Regions from separate parts of the Macaca mulatta genome. Here all the other regions are linked to region 3. Evidence: chromatin contacts called from public Hi-C data. All regions are on one chromosome and are shown on one strand. Each heading gives the region's core, a stretch centred on a gene start, on an enhancer-like site or on the middle of the called end of the contact. The rest is flanking DNA. Distances are from core to core; before and after follow the strand shown.

What was found. A called contact is a pair of places that touch in the nucleus more often than the background predicts.
Region 1: a contact with region 3 is called in a Hi-C map of fetal cortex germinal zone, with 4 times the contacts expected there. The contact joins the enhancer-like site here to the promoter of TLE3 in region 3. A contact is called at or near these places in 6 of 14 Hi-C or Micro-C datasets (CD4 T cells, blood, cortical neurons and 3 more).
Region 2: a contact with region 3 is called in a Hi-C map of fetal cortex germinal zone, with 1.9 times the contacts expected there. The contact joins the enhancer-like site here to the promoter of TLE3 in region 3. A contact is called at or near these places in 2 of 14 Hi-C or Micro-C datasets (fetal cortex germinal zone and fetal cortical plate).

The regions. Positions count from the first base shown.
Region 1 is chr7:47,340,837-47,344,861 of T2T-MMU8v2.0, reverse strand. No RefSeq gene overlaps it. Among named protein-coding and RNA genes, the nearest start is that of RPLP1, 280 kb to the right of the region's middle. Within about 2 kb of position 1,376, at least 3 of the 40 cell types and tissues checked have an H3K27ac peak or open chromatin away from gene starts, as enhancers often do. A contact at or near this core is called in fetal cortex germinal zone and fetal cortical plate, where this site is marked.
Region 2 is chr7:47,271,814-47,275,721 of T2T-MMU8v2.0, reverse strand. All of the region lies in intron 4 of LOC106999221 (a long non-coding RNA gene), which reads right to left. Among named protein-coding and RNA genes, the nearest start is that of RPLP1, 210 kb to the right of the region's middle. Within about 2 kb of position 2,216, at least 8 of the 40 cell types and tissues checked have an H3K27ac peak or open chromatin away from gene starts, as enhancers often do. A contact at or near this core is called in fetal cortex germinal zone, where this site is marked.
Region 3 is chr7:47,709,782-47,713,671 of T2T-MMU8v2.0, reverse strand. It overlaps TLE3 (TLE family member 3, transcriptional corepressor), which reads left to right and starts at 2,290. Exons shown (of 20, transcript XM_077938736.1): 1 at 2,290-3,427. The coding sequence starts at 3,404.

The DNA.
Region 1 (4,025 bases), core at 127-2,626, 370 kb after region 3:
GATATCTGTTTATCAATAACTGCAGAACAAGCAATGGGTAGAACTGATCACTGAATTACATGAGATCAGTTTGAACATATGGTCACAGTGACTAGCCATAACTTCTCAACAGACGACGTGGCCTTCCTTGCCTGCTTGTTTTTGCCCAAATGGGGAGAAACCAGGTGTTATACAGTGCTGGCTACCATGGTGGACAGTAGATGCTCTTTGGCTGATGGAGGTAAGGTCTCCCTGATACCCATCATCCTGCTGTCCACCTCCTGCCCTTCCTTCTGCAGTGTTAGGCTTGTGGCATGCACTACCCTGGGTTTGTTTGCCCTGGCCTCCTAGGATATACACAAGTCCCTCCAGGGGGTAGGCAGGAGCTGTGTTGCATAAATAAATGAGCCTGATTTCACCACTCAATAGCTGTGTGGCTTTGGGAATGTTCCTTGTTTTCCTGGGACTTTGGCTTTCCCACATGCTAATATGAGGCTAGATTAGGGTGCTCTACAGCTTCTCCCTACCAGATCCTATGCCCTTGAGTCTGTGACGCTCCCTTTTCTCGGCATTTGGATCCCATTGGTACTGAATAAAGGTTTGCTGAGTAGTACATTGACAACTCGTTTTGTGCAATCTTTCCAATTTTGCATTGTAATGAACTCTTCAAAATACTCTTCAAAAAAACCAAAAGGACAAATGGCAAATTGCTCTGACTCCAGAAGAGATATATGCATGATTTTGGGGCCTTTCCAGGGACCTCAAATCTCCCGTGCAAAACCAACAATGTGGGAATAAATACCACCAGTGAGTACTGTGCCACTTGGAGAATCCCATAGTGCAAAGCCCACTGGCAAGCTCCCATCCTGAAACCTACAAAACCCCTCAGCGCTAACTGGCATTTTTACAAATGAAAGAAATATCTGCTTTTTCAGAGAACAACCAACCAAAGGGTTAAGCCCTAAAAGGTTAGTTTCCTCTACTCTCCCTGCTCTAGAATCTGGGATAATTCCTGCCATTAATATTTTAAGCAACTAATTTGACATTTTTCCATTTAATTAACTTGCATACATATGAGAACAGGGTTTTGAGAGCACCACGACATTTAAACAAAGTCATTTAAGTTTCCCCATTTCTGGTGGCATGCTTCTTTTTTCCTTTGCCTTTTTCTTTTTGTTCTGTTTCTGTTTTGCATTCCTGATTCTGAAGCTGGCTTATTAGCTCAGAGGAATGACCAAATTTCCCCAAGCAAACGTCCCAGAGTCTCAACCTGGGTGACGTGGGTGGGCCGGGAGCTCTGGGCTGCGGCTCTTTTAAACTCGAGCCTGCTCTTTTCCAGGCCTTTTTACAAATGGCGTTTCAATCAGAACAGGCCCACGTCACAGGCTAATGTTTTCCTGTTGCCACACCAACCCTTGGTGGGAGAGGGGGAGGAGCAGCGGGAATGCGAAACATTTATCAAATGCAACCATCACCACAGAAGAGCTGGGGTTTCTAGAGGGAAACAATAGCTCCGTGACAATTTTCTCTTCCCAAATGACAAATAATTGTTGTCATATCATCAAATGATTAAGAAATAAAGGAAAAGAGACAAATGGAGTGTATCCATTGAGAGATGGGGTGGGGGGACTGGGGAGAGGCTTGCTTAATGTTCCGTAATTGAAAAATTGCACCCTAATTAGCTCCCACCCCAGAGAATTCATGAGTTCTATGTGCCATCCAATCCGCAGCATGCCAAGTCACAGATCTTGCAGCCATTAAAGTTTACTGCTTGTTTCAAAAGGGACTGTGCAGTCTCCAAATGCATTCAGGGAGTGAGACTCTTCAGCTTGCCCAGCCCTCAAAAAAGATTCATGGTTTCAGACTTTCATCGGCCATAATTAATCACAGAATTTCTCTGCCTGTCAACAAATCCGGCTGCTCTCCCCAAATGAACCTGGGCACTCTTGTCTCCAGCTTACGGGCGGTGGCCAACCTGGCCAGGCTCAGTTAGGAAACTGGAGCGGCATCCCCAGGTTTCAAAATGGCACCTCCTAATCCCGGGCATCAGGGGAAGAAAGGATCTTGCATTTAAAATAGAATCCCACTGCAAACCAAGTCCATAGGACTCATGTCTTCACTTGCCCCACACTCGGGATATTCTTTGGGGACTTCTAATGAGGTTGTCAGACTTTAGGAAGAATAATGCTGTAACAGAGGTGCATGCCATTCTCTCCCTGGGTTTAAATCCCAGCTCCATGACCTCAGTAGCGACATGACCCAGGAAAGTGACTTGGCCTGTCTGAGCCTGAGTTTTCCCTTTTGCAAAATAGAGATCATAATTTCTACCTTTTAGGACTATGATGATAATTGGAGAATGCCATGAGGAAAGGATCTGTGCTACACTGGCTGACAGTGCCTCTGGATCCTTACATGTAAAGTGGGGATAATAATCTTACCTCCCCACTGGCGTTACGGGAATTGAATAGAGAATGCATTAGATGCATGCAAAGTGCCTCACACAAAGTTGGTGCTCGGTAATATCTGAATTGAATTGAACTAAATACACACTTGGTTCATTCATTCATTTAATCCAACAGCTAATAGCTGTTGAATGCTACCTTTTGCTCAACACTTTGTCTGGGATACAGAAAGGTAAATAAGACAGATTTGATTTATGCTCATTAGAGCTTATGTTCTAGGAGAAATATGGTGAAAAACAAAGTTTAAAAATCACAAGCATTATTAAAAAGTACTATTAAAAAATCAACAAGAACACAAATACAGGTTCATAGTTGGTTGGTGACTTTTCAGTGAAGACCTAAAGGTTAAGAAGTAGATGTGAGGAATGCCAGGGAAAAACATTCTAAGCAGAGGGAACAGGATGGGAGAAGCGGAGTGAATGTTGGCAAATTTGGGAAACTGAGAACAGGCCGTCATTCAGAGTGAGCAATGGTGGTAGCCCAAGCACGTGACTCTAAATCTCAGTGATTTAAGATAATAAAAATTTATTTCTCCTTCTTGTCAGGTGTTAGGTGGACAATTTTTTGTTATTCAAAACCCAAGTTCCTTCTAATGAGCTACTCTGCCATCCCTCAGGCCTCCTCTGAGTTGTCCACCATGGCCTCTGCATGCAGCCAAGAGCAAAGAGAAAAGCTCCCAGGATATGTGGGGGCCAGGCCCAGAGATGGCGTACGCCACTCCCACTCATATTCCAGTGACTAGAACTCAATATACTATCTCATCTAACTGCAGAGGAGCCAGGACATAGGATTTAGCTATGTGCAAAGGAAGGAAGTAAAACAGGTTAGCAGAACACATAGTATTTTTCTGCCTCACAAAGCGAGCAAGGGTGGCTGGCCTGGCACCAGATGAGAAATAGATGGCCAGAATGTGCAGAGCTTCATAAACCAGGGGAAGAAAAATGGAGTTCAATCTCGGAGACTGAGAAGGCACTCCATGGTAGTCCTTATTCACCAGTTTGAATTTTATGTTAGGATGATGAGAAGCTGGTCAAAATTAATGACATAATCTGATTTACAAGAATTTACAAGATTCTCTTAAGAGAACCCCTCCGGCTGCTATGAGGAGAATATTTCTGGTCTCTATGGGAGACCAGCTGGGAGCGTTCTGCAATAGTCAAGGCCAGAGATGAAGATAGAAAAAGGGTGTGGAAAAGGGCACAGGTGCAAAGATGTAAGTCCCATTGGAGTGGGTTTTTGGGCTCAGGTTTTCAGGCCAGCCAACAGGCATACCCCTGCTGATCGACTAAGGGAATCAAGCAAGGCCCCAAAAGATTAGAGAAAATACAAAAAATACTGGACAGAAGGCAGCTGGCTATGCAGAGCAGAATCATTCCAGAAATTACCACCAGGACCTTTGGCCCTCTGGCCCAATGCAATAGCAGACTGTCTCCAACCCCTACTTTCATTAAGTTGAGAGATATTAACACTCAGTGAGGCTGGTTCCCACTGGTCCCAGTGTAGGTGGCTGGACAATTGGCATAGAACATGCCCACTCCCAGAGTACAGTGTCCGAGTTGTTCTCTTTAATCCTCTCAGCTGAGC
Region 2 (3,908 bases), core at 967-3,466, 440 kb after region 3:
CACCCCCAGAGAGTCTGATTCGATATACTAGAGATGAGGCCTGGGAGTCTAATTTTAAAGCACACCCCTAAACCCCACCCAACCGGGTGATTCAGTGCAACCAGTCTACTGAGGTGTGGTTAGAGAGCTCCTGGCTGTATGCTTCCATGCGGCATCCAGTCATCTCCAGGACTTATTTACCTCCTCCAAAATGCCCTCCTGGATTTACCCAGCCCTACCTGCCACATCTAACCCTCCTCACTTCTGGCCCTGCCTCCCTGCCCATACTCGCCTATGGCTCCTTAAAAGCACTTAGTCATTTGTGCCTGTGTGTGCACGTGTGTGTGTGTGTGTGTGTGTGTGTTCTACATGAGCTACGTGAGCAAGATTAACCTCCCACACAGCACAGAGGAAGTTGCTCAGCACTGGAGCCGGCTGGGCCCCCATTTGGAACTGGACTCTGCTGTGCAAGGTTGGGTGACCCTAGGGAAGAACCCCGGCCTCCCTGGGCTTCCGTTTCCACATCCCATAGAGGGCTAGCCAGACCCTGCCTCACAGGGCCACATGTGAGCCTCCCCTGAGGTGGTGTACAAAGCACTTCCCGCGGGGCCTGGGGAGGGGTGTCAGTGGCTAGGAAAGCAAATTGGGTGAATGGTGGACTCTCCCAGAGGGACACGTGCTACCCTGGGAGGTCTGGACCCCTTCTCCAAATGTGTGCCTTTAGGCAGATGGCTGCCAGCACAGGCCCTCAGTAAAGAATGGGTCCACTCCAGTATCATTCGGGGTGGAATTCCCCCCAGGTGGCTCAAATGAAGAGATATGGATGGAGGGGCTGGTGACTGAGGTGGGCAGGGGTAAGGAAATCCAAAAGGGATGGGGAGGCTCCTGGACTAGAACAGCTGACAGCTGTCCCCAGCCCACACCTGCAGGGCAGGGCAGCATGTCATGGCCAGAGCCCAGCAGGAGTGGGATCCATGAAGGAGGGGCCACCCCACAGTAGGGCAGTCACAGAGGGAGGCAGCTCTTCCCAGAGACAGGCATCCCAGAGGGAGAAGCAGAGGAGAAATTGCCCAGCCCCTCTCTCCTCCCACTGTTGCTTCTCATTCTGGTGTCTCCCGCTGGCCAAGCCCAGGCAGTGGCCAGAGGCATGGGCAGCCCTTAGAGGTCCCCTCCTGGGGCACAGAGCAGGGCAGAGAAGCAGAGACAGTTTGCCTGGCAGGTGGCAGGGAAGAGCAGGGAAGACAAACAAGCAGCTCCTCGGGCAGCCTCTGCTGCCTGGGCGTGGGAGGTGGGGCCTGGCTCATCAACCCAAAGATGGGTTTCAGCCTCACCACTGCCACACACACAAAGGGCGACATCAGGAAGTCGCTTCTCTCCAGGTCTCTGTTTCCTCATCCTTAAACCATAGGGGCTAAACTCTCCGTCCTGAGCCACCTCTTCCAGGCGCGACCTGCACTTCCCCTCCCCTGCCTTTTCAAGAGAGGACAGAGCCCTGCTGGACAGGAAAATGGGCTTGGAGAGGAGGGAAGCGTAGCAAATGGAAAATTAATTCTGGGCGGTAAAGAGCAGAGGCTGTTGTTTGTGATGTATAACTTACTCTTTGTGTCAAACTGTGTACTGTGTATATCAGTGGGATGGCAAGAAAACCGAGATCTATTACTTAGAGTTTAATCTGTTCTCCGTGTTGGAGAAGCGAGAGGGAGGGGGAAAGAAGACTACAACTTTAATCACAGGCCCGACTCTATGTGTCAAGCTGCTCTCGGGTGTGTTAGTAAAATGATGTCGGATCACAGGCTTCCCAGACAGCTCTGCACACTGCGGCTTTATCTGCCGAGCCGTAAATTAGCACACCTCCTTTACGCTCTTCAGGTAAAACCAGTAATTTAACTGAAAAATACACACACGCACACATGCACACAGAGCATGTCGGGGAGAGCTCAGGAGAGGGGGCTGCCCCCCTTGAGCAAGAAATAGCTAAAAATGAGCAAAGCGGGATGAAAATGACACCTCGGCTGTGCCTCCTGTCATTAGCGCCTGGGCTCCTGGTGCCAGCCCCGCAGCCAGCCCACCTTCCTTTCTACCTGCCTCAGTGCCTCCCCGACCCCCACCACCCCTATTCGCCATGAACCGTAAATTACATGCTGACACCTTTAATTTGTGCAAAGTATGCCTGGCTGCGCCTGGCACCAGCAGCCGGCTGCTATAATAAGGTCAATCTATATTCATTGTCGCAGCACTTGATGTGCCAGATAACACAGGGAGGGAGCGCGGTGGTGGCTTCTCCGGGCTGGGGGGTGAGGTGGGGGTGCCCACTGCCTCTCATCGCGGCCTGGCACCAGTTGGCTCATCACTTATGCATGGCATGAGCGATGTTATGATTGAGCTAATCACCATCAGTTATTCATCCGATGGCTGCCTAGAGACGACAGTAGCACACGCCTGCCTGCCCAAGCCAGAGAGGGAGGCCCCTGTCCACTCAATGCCACAGAAAGACCACCCAGGGGGTCTGATTGCCCTTTCTGAGGAGTGGCCCCAGGAAGGGAATAGCCCAGGATTATAGACTCCTAGGCTTGAGGAGGAGAAGCTGCTGAGGATGCCCTGTGGGCAGGCAGGGTCATTGGTGTGATGTCTCTGGATCCTAGGGCCCAGCCAGGGATGGACATCTCACTGATATGTCACATGGCAGAAGCCAGGCTTTGCCATGTGCGTTCTGGGTTCTAACCCCACTCTTCCACCTCCAAGTCGTAAGAGCTTAGTCAAGTCACTTAACCTTTCTGGGCCGCAGTTTGTCAACAGCATAACAGGGAAACAACTCTATTCCTGGCAGGAAGAGTGTACAGATGCAAACTATGGAATGTGTCTGACATAGCAGGCACTCAGTCAATGGCAGCTGCTGGTATGAGAGCCCTAGCGGATCTATCACATGCCTGATTGGGTGAATGTCTGCTTTCAATGGGGAATGCAGATTCAAAAGGCTCATAAGGAATGAGGCTCGGACCAACAGGTGAGCCCATTTGAGACAACACCCCCTGATATGAGGTTATGTTGAGACAGGTCTCAGCTTCTGACGTGTTTGAGTAAGAGGAGACCCAAGAAGCATCGAATCCGTGGTTAAGGCAGGCCAGAGGCAGGCACAAACCAAGTTCTCAGCCTCGAGCAGGCTGGAGGCAAAAAAAATGAAGCTTAGTGGCCCCAGCTTACACAGCTGAAGGGACTTGGAGATTGTTCAGCCCAACCCTTCATGCGAGAGATCGGGCAACAGAGGCAGAGAGGGAATTGGCTGGTCCAAGGTGGTCCAGCCAGTGTGGGGCAGAACTGGGGTCCCGGCCTGGGCTTCTGACTTCATAGCTCTTCCTGCTGCTCTACAAGACAACCCCAAAGAGGAGCAGAGGACCATCAGACTTTGAGGGGATGCCCTTGGGATTATCTGAGACTCTTCTCTTCCTGGACGCTCAGTCAGGGGTGCACAACGCATGCTCCTAGCTCTGTCCATAGTCCTGTAGGCAGTGGGAGGGACGGGTCAAACTCTCAGCCTTCAGTGGATCCTCAGCTTCCTTAGCTGCACAATGGAGCCAAGAGCATCTGCTCCTAGGAGCTAATGAGAAGATTAAGTGAGACCACCTGGGCAGACCGGATGAATACTCTTTTCACTTCCAGCCAACAAGCTTAGAGTCTAAAGAAGGTAGCCGGGCTGACGGCAGCCTAAGAGGTTACCTAAATCCAGCCATGCAAAAGCAGCCAAGTTGAACAGTTAATTATGCAGCCTGAAAACAGACTCAGCAAACACCTCACTGTCCCGGCAACCTGCTGGCTCTTCCACTGCCACACCTTTGTCCACTCTATGCCCTCACCCAGGAAGGCCCTGCCTATCCTCAGAGCTCCCCAAATGCAGCTCATCCTCCCGGGTCCTCAGATCTGCTTCCTCCAGG
Region 3 (3,890 bases), core at 1,041-3,540:
GACCTGTTTCAGGCGTGCGCAGGAGTCGCAACAACGTAGAGTTTGGGTTTTCTTTTTCTTTCTTTTTTTTCCCTCTTTTCTTTTCCTTTTTTTTTTTTTTTTTTTTGTTTGTGTGTGTGTTTTTACCTTTTATTATTTAAATTGATACGTTTCATTACTAGGGAGAAAAATAAAATATTCCTTTGATACACAAAATCAAATTGATATTTAGCCTCTGCTTACTTTTTTATGCATGGCTCCTTTATACCACATGGTAGTGACAGATTGTTTGAGCTGGAAGGAAAAGCCATTCAAAGCTAATTAAGCAGCCATTCCAAGCACTATTTGCAAGCGGGAGGCTCAGAAGCCTCGGCATTTGTCAGCGCTCCCCCACCCCGCGTGGTTTTGACTGACAGCTCTGGCCGCGGACTGACAAGGCCCAGCAACTCCGCCAATCAGCAACGAAGAGCCCCTTCGGCGGTCCGTGATTGGTGACGCGCACCTTGCTCGGAGGCGTGGTCGGCGTCCCCCACGTGGGGCTGGAGCGAGAAAGGGGCGGGGCGGGTAAGAAGCGGGTGCGCCCACCCGTGACGTAAGGGGGAGGGCAGAGAAGGGGGAGGGGGAAAGGAAGCTCCAAAGAGGAGCCATTTTGTGTCTAATGAATGCTGCGGCCAGATGCTCGCATCTGTCGAGCCGTGCTTCTCCCTCCTCCGTCTTCGGTGCGCGCCGAAACACGATTTATGTTTTTATTTAGGAGAATAAATAAATGAAGAAGGGAGCGCAGTTCGGGGCTGGCGGCCGGAGTGGGCGCGGGGAGGTTCAGTTCTGAGGCTGGTGCTCACGTGTAACTCCCCGCGCTCCGGCCTCCGGGCGCCCGCTAGCTCTCAGCTCCTCATTAAGATGCAAAAGCTAACCTCCGGCTCCTAATGAGGGGAGAATATAGATCCAGGGGCGCGCGGTCGGCTCGCGCGCGCCCGCCGCGGGCCCCGGGGTGCGTGCGGGCTCGCGGACTTGCCGGGGAGGGCCCCGGGGGTCCCGCCTTGGCAGCCCACCGGGCCGTGCGCGCTTCGAGGGCCACTCCCTGCTTGCTCGTCTGCCCCGCCGTAACCCCGAGCGCGGGAGGGCGAGGCCATCGGTTTGCGGGCAAGCTGGCCCGGGAGTCGAGTGGCCTGTGCGACCAAGCGGGGAGTCCGGGGGGCGCGGGGCAGGGGTGGGCGAGGCGCGAGTGGGGGAGCGTCCGCGCCCCCCGGGGTGCCCAGGCTGGCGACCTAGACACCTACAGGCTTCCGCCAACGCCGTGACGCTGCCGGGAGCAGGCTGAGCAAACCAGGTGGGAACTCGGAGTTCCCGGGCCTCGGCCGAGCAGGGTCCCGACCCCTTCTCCAACCCCCTCAGCCTGGGGATGCAGTGAGGAGCCCGAGCGGCGAGGCTACGGCGAGGGTGAAGTTGTCCCCACCGGGAAGGCGCCCCGAATGGGGCCAGCCGTGGCTGAGCCTGTTGTCCAGGGGCAGCCAGGCCCTTCCATCTGCGCTGCCCGCCAAGCCAGAGTCCCTCAGACTTCTCCTCGCAGGCAGCCGCCGCACATCAAAGGAGATGTTTATTTGGCTTTCTGAAAAGAAGGGCGAGTGAACAAAGGAGAGCTGGGGGCTATGGGGGGGAGGCGGGCAGAAGAAGGGGTGAAGAAAAGGGGACATCCTCAGTTACAAGCAAATTTTTAAAGGTCGGAGGCAACTTTAGGAGCCACCATTTTATCAGTCCTAAATCTTTTGAAGTGAAAACATTAAAGTGACAAAGTGATTGTTTGTTTTATAGTATCTAATTGGGCTGCTTTGCAGACCTAATGAGATTAGAGGGAGGAATCGTTCGCCGCCGCTGCAGAATAAACTGATACATTACTACCAGCCACAGGTTTTGAAGATTGTACAGCCTGTCTTATTTTCTTTTGTTGTTATTCCTCTGTCTTCCCTCTTTCCTCCTCCCGCCAAATAATTATTTGCTAGTAGATCGTGGGAAAAAAAAAGAGGAGGAAAAAAACTCTAGCAGCCCAGGACTATAATATATATCTATTTATTATATGTCTTTCGGTTAATTCCTGATCTGAGGAGCGCTGTTTTTCACTCCCATGCGAAAGTCACCAGCGGGTAGGGCCTGATTGCTACTTTTCATGCATAGTTTTAGACACAAGAGGGCATTGTGACGTCGCGCCCAGCGGCACCCAGTCGTAGGCCGAGTCCCGCAGCCCCACGTGGGGGCCCCGCGCTCCCATTGGCCAGCGCCGGACGAAGCTGCCACATTATTTTGTTACTTTTCAGTCCCTATTTGGAACTGCTCTCGCGGCAGTTCAGACCTCGTGCTCGTCCCCCTCGCCTGTCTGTGTGTGGTATCCGTAGGTCCGGGGCACTTTTTTTTGGTGTGTGTGTGTGTGCGCGCGTGTGTGTGTTGGGTGTGTGTGTTTTGGGGGTTTGTCGGGGCGCGGAGAGGAGAGCCGGGCCGAGGGAAAGGAAGGAAGCCGCAGAGCTCCCCGGTCTCGGGCTGCGTCTCCCTTCCAGCGCTCTCCTGCTTGTGCGCTCCAAGGCGGCAGCGGCGGTGGCGCCGAGCGCTCCTCGCTGGGGACGCGGCGCTCAAGCTGGGAGCAGCGAGAACCCTTTGCGGAGGCTTCCCGTACCCGCTGGAGTTAGGATGCCAGGGCGTTTGATTTGCACCTACTGAGCCCGGAGTTCCTCCCCGGCCCTGGGAAGGGCTTGCAGCAGCAGCGGCGGCGGCGGCGGCAGCGTCAGTAGCAGACGGAACAGCAGGCTCTCCTCTCCGAGGGGGGGCGTCGAAGCGCCCGCGCCGGGCTCCCGCCCTCACCCTCCGGCGCTCCTGCGGCCCCAAGCCACCACCTCGTAGCCCGCCTCCTTCCTCTTCTCGCAGCGAGCCCCAGGCCCGGCCGCCTCTAGGATCGGACCCGCGCGTCTCGGATGCTTGGGGCTGCCCCGGCGCGCCCCCCTACAGGCGCGACGCGCTGACTGACCCAGAGGGGGCCCGAGCTCGCCCCAGGAGGGGCCCCCGGCCTCGGGACCCCGCGCCGGACCTGCCGGGGTGCCGACGATGTCCGCGCAGTCCCGGGCACTGACGCGCTCGACTCAGCCCAGGGAGGGCGGCCGGCCGCTGCCCGCCGAGCCCTAGGCGCACAAAGCCCGCGCCCGCCGCCCGGCCCCGGCGCCCGCCGACGACTTTGCCGCCTGCTCCGCGGCTCTTTGTCTCCACTTGGGGCGGGCGCCCGACTCTGGGATTTCGCTGCGAGAACGAGCTGGGGGGGCCGGGGGCGAGCTCTCGGTTTCCCGGCCGCCCCCCGCTCGGGCTCGGCTCCCCCCTCCCCCGCACCTCCCCGGCCCGGGCTCTCGGCGCTTCCACGCTCTCGGAATCACGACCCCTCCCTGCCATGTATCCGCAGGGCAGACATCCGGTGAGTAATTGCAACTCGGTTTATTTAAGCATCTATCATGGCAGGGTAAACGAGGCAGTTTATCCGGCACCTCCATTTTGCTTGTTGCTACCTTTATGGTGTGTGTTTGTGCGTGTGCTCTCACACAAAGGGGATGCGGCCGGGGGGCGCCGTTGAGAGAGGAGGTTAATTCCGCGCGAGTGGCGCGGGGGGCTGCCTGTGTTCCAGGGGGAGCTGTTCACGCGGTCCCCGGCCCAGCTCTTAAGTCTCCCAACTCACCCGGCTTGTCTCCCGCCCCCGCCTTACTGGGGAGAGGGAGGCCCTTGGTGAAAGGCATGGGAGCCCCGCTGCCGACTGGGAGAGATGGGGCGCCCCCCCTCCTCCCTGTCGGAGAGCTGAGAAACTTGCTGGGAAGGTTCTGGGCTGAGGGTGGCCTCTCTGGTTGGGCGCCGTCGGGGAGGGGCCGGGGCCGCGGCCGCTCTGA